3 separate regions of the Mus musculus genome follow, and all the other regions are linked to region 1. A link is a contact called in public Hi-C and HiChIP or PLAC-seq data. All regions are on one chromosome and are shown on one strand. The core of a region is the stretch at or near the end of the contact, and the rest is flanking DNA. Distances in the headings are between cores, read along the strand shown. Region 1 overlaps Gm34322 (a long non-coding RNA gene). Region 2 overlaps Gm33699 (a long non-coding RNA gene). Region 3 overlaps Gm34974 (a long non-coding RNA gene).

The links. Hi-C and Micro-C count contacts between places; a contact is called where the count stands out from the background. HiChIP or PLAC-seq counts read pairs in DNA pulled down with a chosen protein or histone mark.
Region 2: a contact with region 1 is called in an H3K27ac HiChIP or PLAC-seq map of large pre-B cells, with 2.2 times the contacts expected there. The contact joins two enhancer-like sites. A contact is called at or near these places in 1 of 15 datasets of contacts at CTCF or cohesin (large pre-B cells), 1 of 484 Hi-C or Micro-C datasets (colorectal tumor organoids) and 2 of 115 datasets of contacts at active chromatin or transcription factors (embryonic stem cells and large pre-B cells).
Region 3: a contact with region 1 is called in a Hi-C map of bone marrow-derived macrophages, with 20 read pairs. The contact joins two enhancer-like sites. A contact is called at or near these places in 1 of 15 datasets of contacts at CTCF or cohesin (large pre-B cells), 2 of 484 Hi-C or Micro-C datasets (bone marrow-derived macrophages and embryonic stem cells), 3 of 115 datasets of contacts at active chromatin or transcription factors (embryonic basal ganglia and embryonic stem cells) and 1 of 9 other capture datasets (embryonic stem cells).

The regions. Positions count from the first base shown.
Region 1 is chr9:61,455,926-61,458,517 of GRCm38.p6, reverse strand. Gm34322 (a long non-coding RNA gene) reads right to left here. Exons shown (of 3, transcript XR_379516.1): 3 at 2,584-2,592. Among named protein-coding and RNA genes, the nearest start is that of Gm34322, 15 kb to the right of the region's middle. Within about 2 kb of position 1,312, at least 23 of the 459 cell types and tissues checked have an H3K27ac peak or open chromatin away from gene starts, as enhancers often do.
Region 2 is chr9:61,051,328-61,053,919 of GRCm38.p6, reverse strand. It overlaps Gm33699 (a long non-coding RNA gene), which reads right to left. Exons shown (of 6, transcript XR_003948174.1): 2 at 1,494-1,909; 3 at 751-1,171. Among named protein-coding and RNA genes, the nearest start is that of Gm46116, 4.3 kb to the left of the region's middle. Within about 2 kb of position 1,314, at least 10 of the 459 cell types and tissues checked have an H3K27ac peak or open chromatin away from gene starts, as enhancers often do.
Region 3 is chr9:61,858,100-61,860,691 of GRCm38.p6, reverse strand. Gm34974 (a long non-coding RNA gene) reads left to right here. Exons shown (of 6, transcript XR_001779199.2): 6 at 1-515. Among named protein-coding and RNA genes, the nearest start is that of Gm34828, 37 kb to the right of the region's middle. Within about 2 kb of position 1,296, at least 46 of the 459 cell types and tissues checked have an H3K27ac peak or open chromatin away from gene starts, as enhancers often do.

The DNA of each region.
Region 1 (2,592 bases), core at 63-2,562:
AGAAACCCTCTCACCGCACAGAATCACAGGGACACTGCCAAGTCTACTAGTCATTATCCAGATCAGGCCGCGTCTGAGGAAGAATGGGCCAGTGGCTCTCACCTCAGCTGGTTCAATTGCTGCAAGACACTATCGGTGACCTTCAGTTGCTCTTCTCTGCCATCCTCAGGAGGCTGACTTTGGTCCTCAGCGAAGCAACCTTCACACTTGGAAGACGGCTGCTGTAGCTCCAGGCATCACACACACTCACTCAGTACTGCTGAGGGCCACAAGCAGGAGTCCCTTCTTGTTGAGACACATTTTCCCAGAAACTTCAGCAGGTTGTTTGTTTGATTCATCTTATTTTGTTACTTTGAAGGAGGAGTGTATCACATGACATGTCTGTTTCCATCTCTGCTGGTTTGGATGGAGCACCGGCCCCTGCCTGTGCTGAGTAGAGGCTCACACTGCCTTGTACCCCCCTCCTCTCCTCCTGAGGTCCTCTGGCACAAAAAAAAAAAAAAAAAAAAAAACCCAGAGAGGACAGGCCTGGGCATGCATGGATGAAAGCATAAGGCGCCTGCCCATAGCTTCCATGAGAAACAGGAAATATGCCATGGAGGTTAAAATCTGCTCCCAGGACACATGGCCACAGAGAGTAGGGTCAGCCTTTGAGCTGTCATTGAACATCCTGCTCTGTCTGCTGGTGATAGAGTGAGGCAGAGGCAGGAAGCCTGCCAACCAGTAGTAAGACTTCAGGGGACAGCAGAGAATGGTCACAGTCCTTGCAAACTCTACCGGGAGGTGGAGGCTTCATTCCCAAAGGAACGGTCGAGGTTACTGTACTAACACACTTCACCCTCGGGGGACTGCAGGAACCTCCTCAAGTGTGTGCTTTACCACCTTACATCTGTACTCCTCTGCCCTCCAGGAGTCTGCAAACAGGGCAGTTTATACTGTCCTCTGCTATATAAACACCTGACCCAGCAGTCATTAAGGGAGTCACAATCAATTTCCCCAGAATGTTTTCCATCGCCAGAGACCTTAACAGAATCACAGGGTCGTTTTTTCGTTCTGAAGGAAAGGGAGGAGGCATTGGGTAGGTATCAAAAGAGGGAAAGACTGGACTATTCTAGATCAGGGTCCGTGGAGAGGCTGCTCTCAGGGGTGGTCAAGAGTCTGCAGCGCCCCGACCATATGGTAGGTAATCAGCCAGAGAGAGAAGGTGGGGCTAATTAGGCAAATGGCCATGATGAATGCTGTATCCTAGTAATGCAACAGGGAGGGTGGGCGTTAGCCACTCACTGGATAAACGTGCTCTTGAGGATGAGTTCGGGGCTGGTGACGACAGGGGACATCAGGGAACAAAAGCAGGCTCAGGGAGCAGTGAGGTGCAGGAACCATAGGCTCAACTAATAACAGCACTGGCTCCCCTTTGCTGAACCAGAAACCTCTGAAATGTCACCTTGTTCCCACCGCCTCCATGTCCCCAGATGGTAGGCAGGCTGGGCATAGTACACACTTTCTGTGTCCCTAGGGGAGGCCCCCTCCTAGGGCTGCTTCCTCCATAGAAGAAAGGCCTGTCGTGCTAGGGTATCTTCTCTATGGAGGAGGGCAAATGAGTCAGCAATGAGCTGTGGATGGGTCTCAGGAGGGTGGGGGTGGGGGCATTCTCCCTGGAGCTGGGGCAGAGTGATGTGCTCTGGAGGCCAGCCCTGGAAATGACTTTTGAAGGTCTCTCCTGGGCACCCAGATGTCGTCATGAAATTGGAGGCAGGGGAGTCCATTTCCCCAGGGCCCTCTGGCAGAAGGGTTTCTTGGAATAGAAACAGGCAGTTTGGCTCTGATAGCCCCCAAATGCCCTGAGTCCCCATCAAGATGTGCATGGCCTCACAAAACTTGCTCCCAGCCCCAAGCAAGGGGCTGTGTAAGGTAGGTCCCTCATCAGACTAACCAGACTACTCAGGCCTTTGGTGCTGAACTCAAGCGGACAGAAACAGACCCGCAACAGCCAGATTGGGACTGGGGTACAGATGGTGGGATGGGAGGCTCATTGGGGTGGCACCCCTAGACTTCTTATTTCTTTGATTCTCTTTAGGTGGTTGCCTGGCAACTCAAGCAGAGATTGCCCCTTTCCCCTGCCTGTGCATGCTTTCATTCACTCACAATCTTAAACAGTCAAAGGCTTGGTCACAGATTTGGTGCTTGGTGTGGGGGACCAGACATGCTTTCTGGCCTCAGGGCTCTGACATCAAGGAAGGCTACAGTGGGAGCAGCATCTGATCTGGAGAGGCTGAGTGGGACTCTAACCTTACATTTCCCAGCTGTGGCACCCAGGGTGAGCCCTTTAGCCCCGAGTCTCTCTATCTGGACAATGAGGGCCATGTTTGTGTCAGCACTTGAAAAAGTACTTGATAGAAAGAGCTTTTAGGACCATAGCGCCTTAGCCAAATTCCTTGGACAGGAAGAGTTTGAGGTCTCAAATCTCTCAGGATTCCAGAAATGGAGAGAAGGAACTTGTTCTAGCACAGTGTCTTGTGATAAACTCATACATCTCTGCAGACGCAATCCACAGCGCAAAGACAGACCACAGCTGTTCGGCAGTTTTATCAG
Region 2 (2,592 bases), core at 65-2,564, 400 kb after region 1:
CTCTCTCTCTCTCTCTCTCTCTCTCTCTCTCTCTCCCCTTCCTCCCCCTCCCCTCCCTCCTCTCTCCCTCCTTCTTCTCTCCCTCCCCTTCCCCTCCCCCTTCCTCATCCCCCTCCCCACCCTTCTCTCTCACACACACTCTCAGGAACTATTATATCAACCACTCCTTTGGATCGTGTCTACATCATCTGTGGGACATGTGACACGATGGTGCACCCACATCTGCTCCTGGAAGGTCAGGTAAACTTGCTGGTTGAGTTCCCAGAACGGAACACATCCCTGCAGCCTGCCACTGGGTCTAGGTATGCCAGATGGACGGCTGGTGAGAGAAGTGAGCCTGTTGTATACAGCTTCTCTCTGTCTGAGGTCCTTGCTGGGAAACCAAAGGCTTGAAGCAAGGGCGCCAGGAGAAACCTGGAGAGGACTGGATAAGGAAAGAGAGGCTGCACAGAGGGGAAGCCCTGGAATTTGAATAGGAAACCACAGGCTCTGGTATTGCACGTTGACCTTGACCCTACGTGGTGTTGCTATTTAAGAGGCTAAGGAAACTATAGGGGTTAGAATCAGTAGGACATTCATCACTGAAGGTAGGACCTGGGGTATCTTGTCCAGGGCATTCTCTCTCTCTCTCTCTCTCTCTCTCTCTCTCTCTCTCTCTCTCTCTCTCTCTCTCTCTCTCCCCTCCCCCTTCCCATCATTAGATGAGCCTCCTCTGCCACACACTCCTGCCATAATGATGTTCAGCCTTACCATGGTCCAGAATTAATAGAGATAAGAACTGTGATCTGAAACCACCAAAACCAGGAGTCAAAATAAATCCTCCTTACGTCCTTCACGTTGGGTCTTTTGTCTCTAAAAAAAAAAAAATGTTGTATAACCAGAGAATTGGTGGCTGCACACACGGTGAACATACTACATGCCCCTGAGCTGTGTGCACTTTAAAATGGCTCATTAAGCAACACATGTTGTCACCACAGGCACAACAAAAAGGTCAGAAACAAAAAGTTAAAGGTTGGGTCGAAAGGAGATGCGCCTTCCACAGCTGTCAAAACCACGCACAGGTGCATGTAAGGAGCGCGCTCTTGAGGTCCTCCGGTCAGGCGACAAAGCCGCGATGAGCAGCATCAGAGGCTGTGACAGCTGTGACCCTTGGGGCCTCACTTGTGCATTCCTGTGGAAAAGCAAAGCTCAGACTTGAGGCCGGCACAGCATGGAAAGAGGGACTGACTCACGACCCCTGGTAGAGAACCCCCTTCCCCTACCCAGAGGCCCTCTGGAAGATTGCACTGGCCTCCCCATACCCTGGTAGGCCATTTTCAAATGCTGCCATGCTGGCTTAATTCCACTCCATAAACATAGGTGTCTGTGGTGCTGGGGAGTGACCCGACCCATGGCCTTCTTCACTCGAGACAATTCCTCTCACACTGCGCTACACCCCAGCAAACATCCACTTTTATGGAACCATCTAAAGACGACAGCTTTTGACCACACACCTCAGCATCTTCAGCCCTTCCCGATGCCTTCCTTAGAACAATGCTCTCCAGCTCACGCCTGACCACAGTACCCATGATTCCATTGGCTTCCGGTCTAGGCTCCTCCTATCCCCCCTCCCTCCGACTCTCGTTTTGTAGGTTTGGGTGGTTCGATGGTTTCTTGGTCGTTTACTTTGGATCCTCTAGTGTCCTTCATCGTTCGTAAATGTGCGGGTTCTCCCTGCAACTGCCCCGGCTGGGAGTTTGTTCTTCTGTCTGCATGGTGCACCTCCTAAGGCTGTGCCTTGTAGATCAGTCCAGACCTTGGGTTTGCTCGGCCATTTCATCTGTCACTCAGCTCCCACTCTGTCCTGATGAGTCACGTGACCCGAAAGGCCGCACTGACACATCATTACCGCAGGAGTCCGGGTCTTTTCCTTTGAATACAGAATTACTTATGTAAATGTGTTTGTTTTTAATTGGTTCATAATAATTATACAGATTTATAAGATCAGGAGTAATGTTTCAATATGTGCATATATTAGGGTGGTTTTTTAAAATTAATTCTTTTTTTTAAATGTTTTATTTGAATCTCATTTTAGAAAACTTTGACTCCAATTTTGGTCTAAATGTAAAATGACTCCTCTGCACAGGCCCACGTGTGTGAGCTTGTGCTCCCAGTTGGTAGCGCTATTTGGGGATGTCGGGTAGCTTTTAAGAGGTAGGACTTGGCATGGCTAGCTAGCCTGGGTCCCTTGGAGTGGGCTGGGTCCAGCCAGGGACTGGTTCCCATCTAGTTCTCTTTGCTTCCTGACCCAGCCACCATGCGAGCAGCCCTTTTATACATTCTTCCTCCTTCCTCTCTGCCTTCCACCGGAGGTGACTAGAACCCTCGGAATTGTGAACCAGCGATGATTTACAAGTCATTTAAAGTCATACTTCCTGTAAGTTGCCTAGACTTTGTGTCAGTATCGAAAGCTGTTCCCTACATATTTACCGCTGGTTAACCATCTTTAGAAACACGAGTAAAGCTGACATCTTCTTTGCCATTTTTAAAGTGTTTTATTTATGTGTGTGTGTGTGTGTGTGTGTGTGTGTGTGTGTATTCCACTTGTGTGAA
Region 3 (2,592 bases), core at 47-2,546, 400 kb before region 1:
CATATCAGAAGACCCAATAAGCTGGGTTCTGACATCAGCAATAGGTGGCTTCAGGGAGGATGTCGAGGTAGATGTGCTCATCAACAGGAAGCAAGGCAGGCAAATGAGCATCATTGCTCTCCCCTCAACATCAGCCTCATATCTGGGCGCCACCCACTCTAGGAGTGTCTTTTCTCTCCTCTGTCAATCCTTCTCAGAAATGCTCTCATAGACTTATCTGCTCAAAGACCTTAGTTGATTTCCTGATCCTACCAAGCTAGCTATTGCAGAGGGTGTAAGACCAGAAGTGACCACTAGAGGACACTGTGTCTAAGAGGTTTGCTGGGCGGTTCCCACCCAAAGTGGGCAGGAGCTGGAGTTAGAAACCAGGCTTGCTCAGGCATACAACATTTTTTTTTTATTTCAGTGAGTTTGAGCTGTTTGTGTGCTGCTATGTGCAACTTGAAGTGTCATAGTTGACATAAGAGCAAGTGTCCTTCATATTCCTGCTTGAAACTCAAGAGGGCTTGATCTGTGAAGGAGGTGGTAGCAATTTCAACCAGAGGGCTTTGTAGATCTGCTATTAGATGGCTGAATGCTGGTGGGTTTTCCTGGGGAGATGGTCTATTGCAGAAGATCTGGAGAGGAAAGGGATGGGTATCAGTCTGTGCCATACAGATCTGGATCTGGAGAGAGACAGAGACAGAGACAGACAGAGAGAGGGAGAACGAGAGAGAGACACAGGGAGAGAGGCACAGAGGCAGACAGAGACAGGAGAGACACAGAAACAAACAGAGAGACAGGAGACACACACACACACACACAGAACAAGAGAGAGAGAACGAGAGACAGACAGAGAGAGAGAGAGAGAGAGAGAGAGAGAGAGAGATCTGGATACAAAATAAAACCAAGCACCAGCCACCAGCACCTACAAACCAGTCACCTTGAAGGAAGCTTCCCTCAAAAGCTGTAGTGTGGTAGGTGGTATCACCCCAAGTGACCCAGGTGGAAGAGAGGGCTGCTTCCTGTCACTTCCGGTGTAGAGGGTTGAGTTAATTTCCTGCCCGAGGCTCCACTGCGGCTGGTTTCTACAAGTCCCTGTGTTTATTAATTCATTTACGCAGTTAACCCCCCCTCTTTCCATTCCCCCCTCACGTCTCCAGCAGCCATTCCAATAAGCTTTCTTACTAACCTGTTCACACACAAAATGATCCTACCTCGAGTCTTAAATGGCTTATCAATCACAGTCCTAGGTCTGAGTGTTTCCTTCCCCTGTGGCTTTAAGATCCATCAGGTCGCCGCGTGCACGTTTGACCCCTCCCTTCCCTTTGCCTAGCACACACACTTCAGATCGGGCGTCCCCTGCGTCCTCTTCTGTGCTCTGAGCCTCTGAGCTCTGCTGCCCAACTCCCTCTCGCAGGTCAGCTGGAGATTGGAAGCGTTCCTGTGGCTTCAGCTTGGAGGCATCACCAAGGTGGCCCACGGGTCGCCCCTGTGGAAGGGGCTGGCCTATGAGGACAGCAAGACAAGGCTGCCTGTCAGTTGATGACAACCCACAGAATTGGACCTTATGGGGCATGAATTTGAAGCTATAAATTCTGAGTGACTTTCTTAGGTGGCCATGGGTCACTACACAGTCCACAGAGAGGGGTTGTCAGGTTGTACAGTTCCTGTGTCATTGGTGTTTGGAGAATTAATCTGTGCTTGCACGTGTGCAAATACACACACACATGGATGTATGTGTTCATAGGAGAGCCTCAGTTGACATTAGGTGATGTTCACCTTTTTAAAAAAAATGTATTTATTTTTATTTTACCTTCATGAGTGTTTTGCGTGCATATATGTATGTATGCTGTGTGTGTGCCTGCCACCCATGGAGGACAGAAAGGGGTGCTGGATTCTTTGAAACTGGAGTTACAGATGGTTGTGAGTTGCCTGATTTGGGCACTGGGAACCAAACTCTTGTTTTCTGTATGAGCAACAGATGCTGTTAACCACTGAGCCACCTCACAAACCTTGCATGCCGTTTTTTGAGACAGAGTCTGTCACTGCATGCATGGCTCTGCCTGCAGTTGTCTCCCCTGCCCCTTCCGCAGATCTGGGCTTCTGAGGAAGCTCCTGTGCTGTGCAGGACAAGGTGGGTAGCTTCATAACCCACAATGATCCCTGTTTAGTGAGGGCTGCAAAACAGAGCTGAGCCTCCTCCCTGGCACCATTTCGCAGGGGCCTCCTGTTTCTCCGAGGCCCCACATTTCTAGATATTTTTGAACAGTACAAGATCCTGGTCCATGATGGTCCCAGAGCTTTAGCGGAGTGACAGCACTCTTAAACCCAGAAGATGCGTTAGTGGCCTAGCCTCCCCAGGCAGGGACATCCAAAGACTGGGGTGTGCTCAGTCTCGCTGGCTGCAGCTGCAGGCAGGAGTGTGTAAGGCCTGTGGTCAGACCTGAGTGGGGCTGAGAGGGGCCAGGCAGAGACCCCAGGGTTGCTCTTGGTCTGTACCTACCCCTTCCTCAGGCGTAGGAAGTGTGGCCAAGACCTCGTTCCAGAATGATCTGGGCAAATCAGCAGGGAAACCTGAGAGTTCAAGACCAGTTAGTTCAAGAGGGAAAT